2 separate regions of the Mus musculus genome follow, and region 2 is linked to region 1. A link is a contact called in public promoter capture Hi-C data. All regions are on one chromosome and are shown on one strand. The core of a region is the stretch at or near the end of the contact, and the rest is flanking DNA. Distances in the headings are between cores, read along the strand shown. Region 1 holds the start of Pdk3 (pyruvate dehydrogenase kinase, isoenzyme 3). Region 2 holds the start of Fam90a1b (family with sequence similarity 90, member A1B).

Region 1 (5,848 bases), core at 886-3,385:
AAATTATTCTTTTTAAAGGGCTTAAACAAGTATTCCATACAGAACAAAGGGAGGCAGCAGACTAACCAGAAGTACACCTACTTAATGGCTTCTAGCCCTGATGATGCTTTGGAAGGACTCGGGGTGCCCGCGACTCCATGCCCCAAGCCCCAAGCCCTGACCTCAACGCTTTAAAAGAGTAAACATTTGTTTCTAGATACTCACCACATAAGATTACCCACCATAACAATATCCTTACAGCAGTTTCCCTATTCAAATAACATCCTTGCCTATAAACATGGGAGATACTGCCATAGAAATAAAGTAACTGAAATTTCAGGTTTACTATTCAAACTTTCACAAACTTTGCAGGTGGGAGTGAGCCATTTCGTTTGTTCTTTCAATTAAGAGTGAATCTGTCTGTTTACCCTAACAAAAGGTTCCTGTGTTCACAATCATCTCTAACCCTAAGTTAGGAAAACATGCCTATTGATAGCAATAGCAACGTTTTCATTCTAAGCTGTGAAGTCAGGACCTGTCTCATCTCTGGGACCCACATGCCAGGAGGAGAGAACCAACTCCCCCAAGTTCCCCTCTGATCCTACAGATACACCATGATACGTGTGGCCACACAAACAAGTTCGTGCATAGATAAAATGTTTAAGAATAAATACATAAATTCTACACATAGCCAGAGGGAGTAGAGTCCAACTACTGAAAAGCTTTTGAAAATGAAACTTAAGATGCAAAGGCCAACTTCACCCTCACCTTAGATTTTCATCATCTATCTTTGGTAACTTAGCTTCTAAAACTTAATTTGGCATCAGCTTCAACCTCTAACCTGTACCTCTTTCCATCCCCTGTGTTGCTCCCCCAAATATAGACAACACCATATTTTGCATATCTGGTCCTCCCAGAAGGTTGTACCTATTTTGCATTTTTATATCCAACTGATACCATCCCATGACATTTAAATCATATGAATTCAACAGATCTAGGCTTTGAGAGCCTAAGTCATCTTGAGTTTCCTTGGGGGGATGCTGAGTTCCATATTTGTTTTATTTCAGGTGTTTCATAACCGCATTCGGCCTGCTGGAGTTAGAATGACATTCTCTGGGGGAAACATAATTGATCAGTTCATGGAAGGTGGCAGAACCTATTCCCATCTAAGTAGGCCTCAGACTTTATTGGGGGTCCTCTCCATTCCCATCCCAATCCATGTAAAATGAAGTACTAGCCCAGCTGCCAAAAGGGTGTAAGGAAAGGTGCTCACACTTAGGCTGGAGTTGTCCTAGAACCCCTGCTTTGTAGCCAGGAGCCCACAGGTCAGCTCTTACCCAAGACTCTGACTGCTTTGAAGTCAGAATCATAATGATGGCGTTCAGGTCCTGCCACTCAAGGCTACCCAACACCTTTCAGCAGAAAATTTTGAACAAAACGCCACTACGTGATTTACTCAACCTCAAGGTGTTTCTAAACACATCTTACACAACCATTAAAAACGCCTAAAAATAAAAACGTTTACGAGTTCTCTTTCTGAAGTTTTCAGGAGAGTGCGGTTTGAGTCAAGTAGATTTGAAGCTCGTAATGAATAGCTGGAGAGTTCTGAGTGGAATGAGGGTCCTTGGACGAAGCTGGGCGTGAGGGTGTCAGGCCCTGCCCCTCCACTTCCCGAAACCCGAAACCTATGCCCCAGGAGGGCCCTCAGGCATGCATCCCCATCACCCCTCCCGGAGCTTCTCACGGAATTTGCCCAGAAGCTTAAGTAAGAGCCCCAACTACGGGCAGGACAAGGATGGCGTCTCCCTCACTCCCGTGGGGCCTTGGAGGTGGCTCCAAGGAGTCAGACTTACCGAAGTCCAGGAACTGTTTGATAGACAGTGGCGACGGGGAGAAGCGGGAGTAGCGCTCGATCTGCTTGGGGACCGGCTGCTTGAGCAGCCGGTAGAAGAGCCGCATCCTCACTAGAGCAGTGTGCAGATCCGCCGAGCCGTCCGGGACCGGAGCCGAGGCGGTCACCGCCGCCTAGCCGCGAGGAGGAGGCGGCGCCGGCGGGGCTTTACCTCTACCTGGGGCTCGGCCTTGGCGCCAGCAGCTGCTCGCCTGCCGCGACACCTACACAAGTACCGGGCAGCAGTTGGGCGGCCGTGGCCGGCTGCCCGCGGCTTCCCAAGCCCCGCCTGAAAAAGGCGGGATCTGCCGCCGCACGTACGCGGCGCGCGTGGGATGTGAGGGGCGCTAAGGGGTACGCGGCTGCACGCGCGCGCTGCTGATTGGCTGCCGCCGCCGCCTAAGCTTCCTTAAAGCCCCGGTAACACGCACACAAACCTCCTGGGTCTCGGGCTGGTACCAGCCAGCTCCGTTCCTGCAGGTCCCGCCCCGGATCAAGTCTTGAGAAGTGCTCCGAGACTTGAAGGCCATTGGGAGCCCACGCCTGAGCTATTTTTAGGGGCTCTAGACCTCCCCAACCCGAGGCCCCTCTTCCGGAAGGCCCTCCTCAGATCTGCTGACTCCTCAGCTTTAAGTTGTTCCATGTGGTCCTACGCTTCCAACAATTAATTACAGAATTAAGTGGAAGCTACTGGTCCCACCCCCACCTCCCCCTACACACACAAACATTACACGCGACAGGATTCAGTATATTAGCAATTAACCTGTCCTCGGAAGCTCTACTCACTGACTGCCCACCTTCACTCCGGGTGAATACCTTTGGACAGGATTGTTACAAAACAGTATTGTTACGTCACTGGCTGTGGTTCCTGGTCCTAGACCCCTCTTTACCAACTGGGCCAATAACAGCATCCTTAGATCACTGTTTCATGCCTCTCTCACCACTAAGACCTTTGAAGGAATCCATTACAAACGAAGGTCATTAACACTTGGTTTCCATGAACCTAGATCCACTTGCCCCGAGACAGTTGTCGGGATTAGTAACAAATATTTAATTGCCCAAACATACACATCCATTGGAAAGGCTCAAATTAGAGCCACTGAGCCGGACGTGGTGGCACACACCTTTAATCCCAGCACTCACGAGGCAGAGGCAGGCAGATTTCTGAGTTCGAGGCCAGCCTGGTCTACAAAGTGAGTTCCAGGACAGCCAGGGCTACACAGAGAAACCCTGTCTCAAAAAAAAAAAAAAAAAAAAAACAAAAAAAAAACAACAACAAAAAAACCAAAAAACAAACAAACAAAAAAAAACAACGAAGGGAAAAAAATTAGAGCCACTGACCAGTGTCTTTCACAACCCCTCCCCATCACAAAACCCTGACTCAGTTTCACCACTACTACCACTTTGGTGCAGGAATCTATATATTACATTGTGCTAGATTGTCTTTCTATGACAGTGAGCTTAAATTCATGGCTCAGTATATGAAATCAGTATTTCCTAATGTGGATATAGGAACTACTGCTTGCTTTTAACTGTTACCACAAAACATTAATTTTTGTTAATGTGTAAAGCTCAACTAGAAAAAAAAAAGGTAAAAGTTCTTCTTGGTCTGATTATTAGTGGAAAGTTTCATGCCTTCATTTGGCTATGTAGCGCCTCTTTGCTTTATGAAACTGTTGGGCTTCTGCTCTTTGAATTGAAAGAAAAACAGCACGTGCCTTCAGAGACGTCCTGTGCTCTTCCCACATTTCCAGATTTTTAGGTACAACATAACATACCTGGGCTACTTTGCCTTTTCCATTCGAAGCAAAGCCTAAAGAGACTTAGCAACACCCTTTGGAAAGGGCAGTTTTACCAACACAGCAGAACACTGACTGCAGTTGGGAGTGTGTGGGCAGACAAAAAGGAGTGGCCTAAGGTTGTCTACTCATTTTCTTGGGTGCTGCCCACAGGTGGAGTTTTACTGGTAGCAGTTATGGATGAAGATCCCCGAGAGTTGGTGGGGAGAGACTTTTTCCACCTATGTGGCACAGCACTGCTGAACCTTCCAAACTCACCCATCAACTTTTTCATAATTTCCTTTCCTGCTGCACAAACTCCTACTTTAAATTCTTTTATTCTGATGTTTTCATTACTTCAAATTAATATGCCTAATTTTATGCTTTCCTAAAAAGTGGCACAGTCCTAACAGTCGAGGAAATGTGAAAGAGGCCTGTGTGATGAAAACTTGTGCTGGACCACGACTCAAAGGACACAGCTCTAAACTTGACCCTATCATTAGCAAGCTGTGTGACCTAAGACTAGTCTACTAGCCTTTCTGTGTCTCAGTTATTTTAATGTCAGGTGAAAATGTATGACTTCTCTCCCTTTACTTGTGACAATAAAATAAAATAAATATACCTAATATAAGGCACATTTGGTCCTATTTTGTACATGATAATGGTTAGCCTAGAAATTAAAGTCAGCTGATTTCAGTAGTAGTTATTATTAGATCTCTTGAGTTTAAATCTTCTCAAAGGTTTTCCAGCTTGTTATGCACATAAGGTTTTATATAGGCCTCTCTGTGGTTCTTGAAATCTTGTGGTGGTCTGAATGAAAATGGCCTCTTTAAGACTCTCAGGGAGTGGCACTATTAGGAGGTGTGGCCTTGCAGTAAGTGTGGTTTTATTGGAGGAAGTGTGTTACTGGAGATGGGCTTTGAGATTTTAGATGGTCAAGTCAGGCTCAGTGGCTCACTGTCTTTTCCTGCTGCCTGTAGATCTGTATGTAGAACTCTCGGCTCCTCCAGCACCATGCCTGCCTGGATGCTGCCATGCTTCCCATCATGATGATAATGGACTAAACCTCTGACACTGTAAGCCAGCCCCAATTAAATGTTTTCCTTTATAAGAGTTGCCTTGGTCATGGTGTCTCTTCATAGCAAAAGAACCCTAAGATAAATCTCTAGCTCATTCACAGAAGCAGTACCTGGAAGCTTGTTAGAAATGCAAACTCTTGAATTCCACTACAGCCCTACTAAAACCAACACTTTGGAGGTAGGGCCCAAGGACTTGACCACAAATTCTTTTATACTTCTGTCTTCAAAAGCTACAGCTTAATTCCCCTCCTACTGGATGTGGGTTAGCTTTAGCATTAGCTCCTAACAGATTATGGTCACAAGTGATGAGATTACATTCAGAGGTTAGTTTAGAAAGCTATTGTGTCTCACTAAATAACCCAAGCAGGGAAACCAAAGATGCTGGCATAGCATCGAGAAACCTGAAAAGCTATGACAACTTAACATAATGTACTGGATGGGATTCTGGGACAGAAAAGGAAATATTAGATTAAACACTAAGGTATTCTGGACTTCGGACCAAATGAGTTGGAATACATGTTCTAACACTCTTCCCCCACCCCTTCTTCTCTTTCTCCCATCTCCTCCCCTCCTTCCCACCCTCTCCTCCCTCTCTGCTTTTTCTTCCTCCACCTACCCCTTTCTCTCCTCCCCCTCAAAGCTTAGAAGCGGATCCTCACACCATATAAACTGGAAGCTGCATAGCTCTGGCCTGAGGCCTTGATTCAAGCCCCCCTGTATTTTTTAAAAGACTCTGTATCAAAACTATTCAGCCAAGGGAGATAAGCTCCCAAATCCTCAGAGCTTGTTGCCATAAATGCTCCTTGTTTCCAGCTTCTAAGCTGGTGATGATCTGTGATGCAACAAAAAGTTATTCATATACAAGCCTTCCAGGATTCTGATGTGTGAACGCTAACTCTACACTTCTCCTACCAAATGCCTCAGATTGCAATTAAACACTTAAACGTGAACAGAAGCCTTCTCTGTCTTAGAAGTCCATCCATTTCCCTTGCTACATGATTCCGTAATAAATAGTACTTCCAATTTAACTTTCCTAACACTGTCCTATACAATGATTAATGTCCTCTTCCACACTGGACAGTGTTCTGCATAAGTACCTGTCACTATTTAAAGTCACAACA
Region 2 (5,704 bases), core at 351-2,850, 530 kb after region 1:
GTTCCGTCCCCCTTTGGTGTTTTGATCAGTACGTAAGAGATTACTGATTCTACCAAAAAGTTTTTACTCTTTTAAGTATTACATTCCCGTCTGGATGAAGCTCCCCAAATTCTTACTCATATCTTCAAAATACCTTTTAAAAGGAAATTTCAGTAACACGTGTCTTCTTTATGCATAAAATAAAAATTTAATAACGATTGTACTTTTGTAGTAATGAGCATAAGTGATATTTTTAGTTAGCTGCTGTGACTGTAAATGGTTTGAAAATACCTGCTTTCTATTGGCGACACTCGCAAGTACTGCTAATACTAAGGTTTGTTGCCTACACCGTACTTAAATGCTAAAGTTCAGTTAGAGTTTAGTGAAGGTGAAATTGTCATTTCCTTCTTTTCCTAGTTCACATACCCCCGCAACTCCTGGCATTAAGCAAGCGCTTTGGCTGTAACTTATCATCACCATGCTTCCCACTTCTAAGATGTTACCTTACTGATGCAGACAGAGCCTTCCGAGTCTATTCAGTATTTCTCCTCAGGGTCTGGAGATGGAGATGGCTCGGAACACACAATTCTGTTGAGAAGGGGGAAAAAAAAGCCGCTCGTAACATTTGGAAGTTGGTCCGGCAGTAGGCTGAGCTCTAGGGCTTTCTCCTCCCTGAAACTTTCGAACACCGCAAAGTCCCGCTTTAAAAAAAAAAAAAAAAACCAAAAAACTTTGACCACAAATCACTGAACTAAAGCTCCGATACTACATACTACGACAAACCTAACTTCTTACCGAAGCGCTCCAGCTTGTCCCAGACGCGCGGCGCGCCTTTTCCTTCTCTCTCTCTCTCTCTCTCTCTCTCTCTCTCTCTCTCTCTCTCTCTCTCTCTCTCTCTCTCTCTCTCTCTCTCCCTCAGCGAATAAAAACCCCCCTAATTTCCTTAAGGACAGGTGTGTCCCAATCAGTCTCTGGGTAAAAGGACAAGTGACCTTACACTGAAAAAATCTCCGCATCTCCAGGACGCCCGCCCACAGGGCTTCTTCCATTTTCTGTCGAATTAGGACAGAAACGAAATATGAAATACGCCGTCTTTATCGGACCCGCTAGTGTTCCCTGAGGCTAGCGCTGAGATTTCAAGAGGCAGCCTACCTGGAGTTGAATCCTAGCCTTAGATTTTTCACAGCCTTGGACGCTCGGCCGTGACAATTGTGCCCATAGACTTGGGTGGAAAAAATGAAATTATTAAACCAGCGACAACGCCAGTTTTTCTCGCAAATAGCCAAATACTGCCATTTTACGTCTACAAGTATTAAATGGGACCAATATTTGATTGTCAGATTTACACTTTAGTACTTTAAAAAGAAAAACACCGGTACCGGTCATTTTTTCACAAGTAAGCGACATGTTACATTTAGTTTAAACGTAAAACTTAAGGACCGTTCAGCGCAAGGTAAATTCTTTAAGGGAAAAACCTTTTATGAGGTAAATCGATGCCCCAAGGTCGGGTCGATCCGCTGCTTCTCCCTAAGAGACTGGTGCAGTTTACCCTCGTCCGTCGGGCGCCACCGCCTGGCTGCCTCAGCGTGCAGGATTCTCAACCCTCGCAGCCGGAGCCTGGCAGTGGAGGCGAAAGCCAGTCCCCGGCGCGGCAGGGAGCCAGAGAACCGCCTTCTTCTCACCACAGCGTGCGGCCGCCCACACGGACCTGCAGCCTTTTGCCGCCTAGCAACAGCCTGCAAGGAGGCAGGACTGTCTAGGAGGCGGGGTTTGAATTTGTTAGGTTCCCGCGCGCGCCTCTCGGTTGCTAAGCAACGCGACACGCCACCTAGCGGCGCAGGCCGAGCTTTTGGCGGGTTAAGCTGGCGTCACAGCATCATCTCGTGCTCGCTCGTGGTCAAGGGAATCAGGATCTAACCCGGCCACCGTAGTTGCCTTTTTTATAGTGGGAGGGGCCAAGGGAGGGGTGACCCTGCCGGAGCCGCGGCTGCCAGCGACATGTTCAAGGTGAGAATGTGGAGCCGGGTCACAGCTGTCATTGTCCCCTCTCAGCCTCCAGGAGCCCTCCCCACGCTCCCGGGCGTCTTTTTGGGGACCAGACTCGGTTCCTCCTGAGGCCTTTTTCACCTCCGGGCTAAATTCTGGCTTGGCGGCGGTTCATTCAGCACTCGGTACCAGCACCTGTGAGGTTGTGGAGTGAAACCCTAGATTGGTGGGATCGGCCCTTTGAGCTCTCTCGCGAATGAAACACTTTGAAAAGTTAAAACGCCTCTATCGTGCCCACCTCCTCGGCTAATGCCCTTTTGGGGTTGTGGGGAGGATGAAGCCAGGTCTGGGCGCTGCAGGGTTTGTGGCTTTGGTTGCTTGGCAGGATCAAGTTTCAGAACCTGGCCCGTGGGTGGGGGAGGGTCAGCTTCGGAGGATGTCGGGGATGCTGGCTTGGGGCGGGGCGGGGGGGTCTCTCTCTCTCTCCCCCTCATCCCCCCCTCTCTCCCTCCCTTCCCCTCCCTCCCCCTCCCTCCCCCTCCCCCCCTCTCTCTCTCTGTGTGTGTGTGTGTGTGTGTGTGTGTGTGTGTGTGTATGTAGCTGGAGCTTTACTGCCCAGTGAGCATTAGTATGAAGTCGACTCTTCTCCCCTCTTACAGTTTTTTCGAACTGTCCTCCATAAGATGGACATTTACAGTGAAGACTTTCAAAAACCTGTATTTTAGCATAAATTATTCTTTCTTAAACGGCAAATATATTTTGTCATTAAAAAAACCCCACAGGCTGTGCACACCTTTAATCCCAGCACTCAGGAGGCAGAGGCAGTGGATAAATTCATGAAGATGAGTTCGAGGATAGCCTGGTTTACGTAGCGATTTCCAGGACAACCAGTGTTACATAAAGTTTCTGTCTTAAAAAATAGCCACAGGCAGCCAGAAATCTACAAAATCAAGTCTCAAGAAACACAATATTTACAGAATGGTGCTAATGAAATTTCAGACTTGTGCTCCTCATTTCAAAGTTTCTTGCAGCTGCGGTGGGTGTTTGAGGCACAATAGTAAGGGCTGCAAAATGAGACCATGGCTTCTGCCTTCCAGTGCTGTGGTATTGTCAGTTACTAGCTATATGATAATGGACATGTCACTTAACTCCACTTAACTGCCTGTTCCCCCCCCCCCCCATTGTGAAATTAGGGTAATAAAGTCTAACTGTTAAATACTGAGGGGAATTATGTCACTAAATGCAGAGGAAGGATGGACACTGAACTCATAGATTTGTTGGCTCAGCAATGCCATCAGGGTTTACTATGGCATTTACTATGGCATTGTTGGTCTTCCTTATGGTTTCAAGATGACTGACATAACAGTACTTTCTTATTCACTAGGGGAAGAGGAGAGGATAAAACTCCCAAGCTTGGAGTATGTTTTTTCTTCAGGTCTGATTGGACCAGTATGGGTCAGGTGTCTGTCACTAGCCTCATTGCAGTTGCCAGGGAATGCTAGTCTCTGGTTAGCTTAGGCTAACAGGACCACTGCGTAAGCACAGGGAAAAGGAATGGCTTCATGAAAAGGTGTAATGGAAACTGGATCTGCAGCCAACAATGCCCATGTCGGGTATGTTCAGATAAGTTTGTGCAAGTGTGCACTGACTTTGGCTCTTTGAAAATCTTTCATGATCCTGATACATTTAATTTATTGATGGACATGAAAGATTAGCATAGCTTTATGACTCAGATAAAAAATGCGATTGTAAAACAATGGTTCTCACTGACTGGTACTACCCACTTTGAGGATGTTTTGGAAATTCCAGGGGTTCTTTGTGTCTTTAGTTGTGTTGAACATCTGTTTTATTTTTTATGTGTATTAGTGTTTTGCCTGCATATATGTCTGTGTACTACATACTTGCCTGGTACCTACAGAGGCCAGAAGATGGAATATGATCCCCTGGACCTAGAGTTACAAATGTTTGTTAGATACCATGTGGGTGCTGGGAATGGAACTTGGGTCCACTTCTGCCAACACCGGGCCCCTATCTGGTGCAGACCCTTGCAGGCCTATGCATGATGCCATAGTCTCTGTGAGTTCACATGTGTGTCTATCATGCTTTGCTTAGAAGGCCCTGTTTCCCTGAGGTCCCCATTCCTGTTGGTCCTTACAGACTTTCCTCCTCCTCTTCTACAGGGTTCTCCGAGCCCTGAGGGGAGGGTTTTCATGGAGACATCCCATTTAGGACTGACTGGTCCAAGATCTGTCACTTTCTGCATATTGTCCAGTTGTGGGTGTCTATATGTGTTCCCATCCATCTGCTGTAGGGCGAAGCTTCTTTGATGATGGTTGAGCAAGACACTGATCTATGAGTATAGCAGAATGTCATTGGGAGTCATTTTATTGCTACATTCTTTAGCAGAACAGTAGTATTTGGATTTCTGCTAGATCCATGGGGCTATCAAGTCTCAGGTTTTTGGGCAGCTGGGCAGTGTCAGGTATGGGTTCCACCTCACGGTATGGGCCTTAGTTCTAATTAAATATTGGTTGGTGACTCCCACAACTTTTGTGCTGCTATTGCACCAGCTTGTCTTGCAGGCATGTCACCATTATAGATCACAGGGTTTGTAGCCAGGTTGGTATTTATCTTTCTCCTCTGGTAGTGGTATTTATCTTTCTCCTCTGGTAGTGTACACAGTGCCTTCCACTATTATATATAAAAATAGATATATATTATATATAACTCAAATAATGTGTCAGTGAATGACAAATTTTATTTGAGAATAGGAAGAATGATACCAGGTATTAGCAGTTGAGAGCCACAGCCCATTAAACTTGAATGTGCATATGACTCTTCTTAAAATCTAGACTGGGATAGGACCTCAGATTTTCCTTTTTCTTTTCCTTTTTCTTTTTCTTTTTCTTTTTCTTTTTCTTTTTCTTTTTCTTTTTCTCTCTTTCTTTTCTTTTTTTCTTTCTTTTTTAAAAAATTTTTTTTAGCATCTCCATGTCATTGATGCTGCTGGTCATCACACTTTGAATGTTTAAGAATTTATTTAGTAAGATCCTTAGTGAATGTACCCTGGTTTTTTGAGGTCAATGGATTTATGAATGGGTAGGATTTGGAAGAGGTACAAACCAGGAGCAAAAATGCTTTGCAAAAGTTTTGCTGAGAGTTTTGCTATCACAGGTCTCTGCTTGGAGGGGACAGAACAAATGATAGGACTGGTCCATCTTTGGGAATTGCCAGCTTAGGGAGATGAGAACTAGAAGGAAAGGAAGTTGATAGTATAGGTGTTGACAGGGAAGTACAATGTATGTAGCTTATTGAGGGCATATCTGACCATTGTGTTCCTTTAAGAATTGTATTATTTATTTACGTGTGTTTATGTATGTGTCCAATGAGGTCAAAGAAATGTTGGCTCCCTAAAGCTGGAATTTCAGATATTTGTGAGCTGACTGTTGTGCGTGCTGCGAATTGGACTGAGGTCCTCTGTAAGAATAATATATACTCCTAACCATTGAGCCATTTCTCCAGCTCTGTGACCACTGTTTTGAATTGGCTATTCACATTCAAGGCAGTAGGGAATATTAGTGGATTTTTAAAAAATCACATTTGAAAAGTGTGCCAGAATTTGGATTCTGTTGTTGAAAACAGTTTTTCTTTATGTTGTAGCAGGAAGTTTCAATATTGAATACATATATTCTCCATGTGTGATGCTAGATTTTATTTACTTCATAGATTTTATCACTGT

The links. Promoter capture Hi-C pulls out the DNA fragments that hold promoters and counts their contacts.
Region 2: a contact with region 1 is called in a promoter capture Hi-C map of erythroid cells, with 2.3 times the contacts expected there. The contact joins the promoter of Fam90a1b here to the promoter of Pdk3 in region 1.

The regions. Positions count from the first base shown.
Region 1 is chrX:93,830,015-93,835,862 of GRCm38.p6, forward strand. Pdk3 (pyruvate dehydrogenase kinase, isoenzyme 3) reads right to left here and starts at 2,136. Exons shown (of 12, transcript NM_145630.3): 1 at 1,833-2,136. The coding sequence starts at 1,938.
Region 2 is chrX:94,365,177-94,370,880 of GRCm38.p6, forward strand. It overlaps Fam90a1b (family with sequence similarity 90, member A1B), which reads right to left and starts at 1,601. Exons shown (of 10, transcript NM_001362881.1): 1 at 1,455-1,601; 2 at 483-567. Apoo (apolipoprotein O) reads left to right here and starts at 1,934. Exons shown (of 9, transcript NM_026673.4): 1 at 1,934-1,986. The coding sequence starts at 1,978.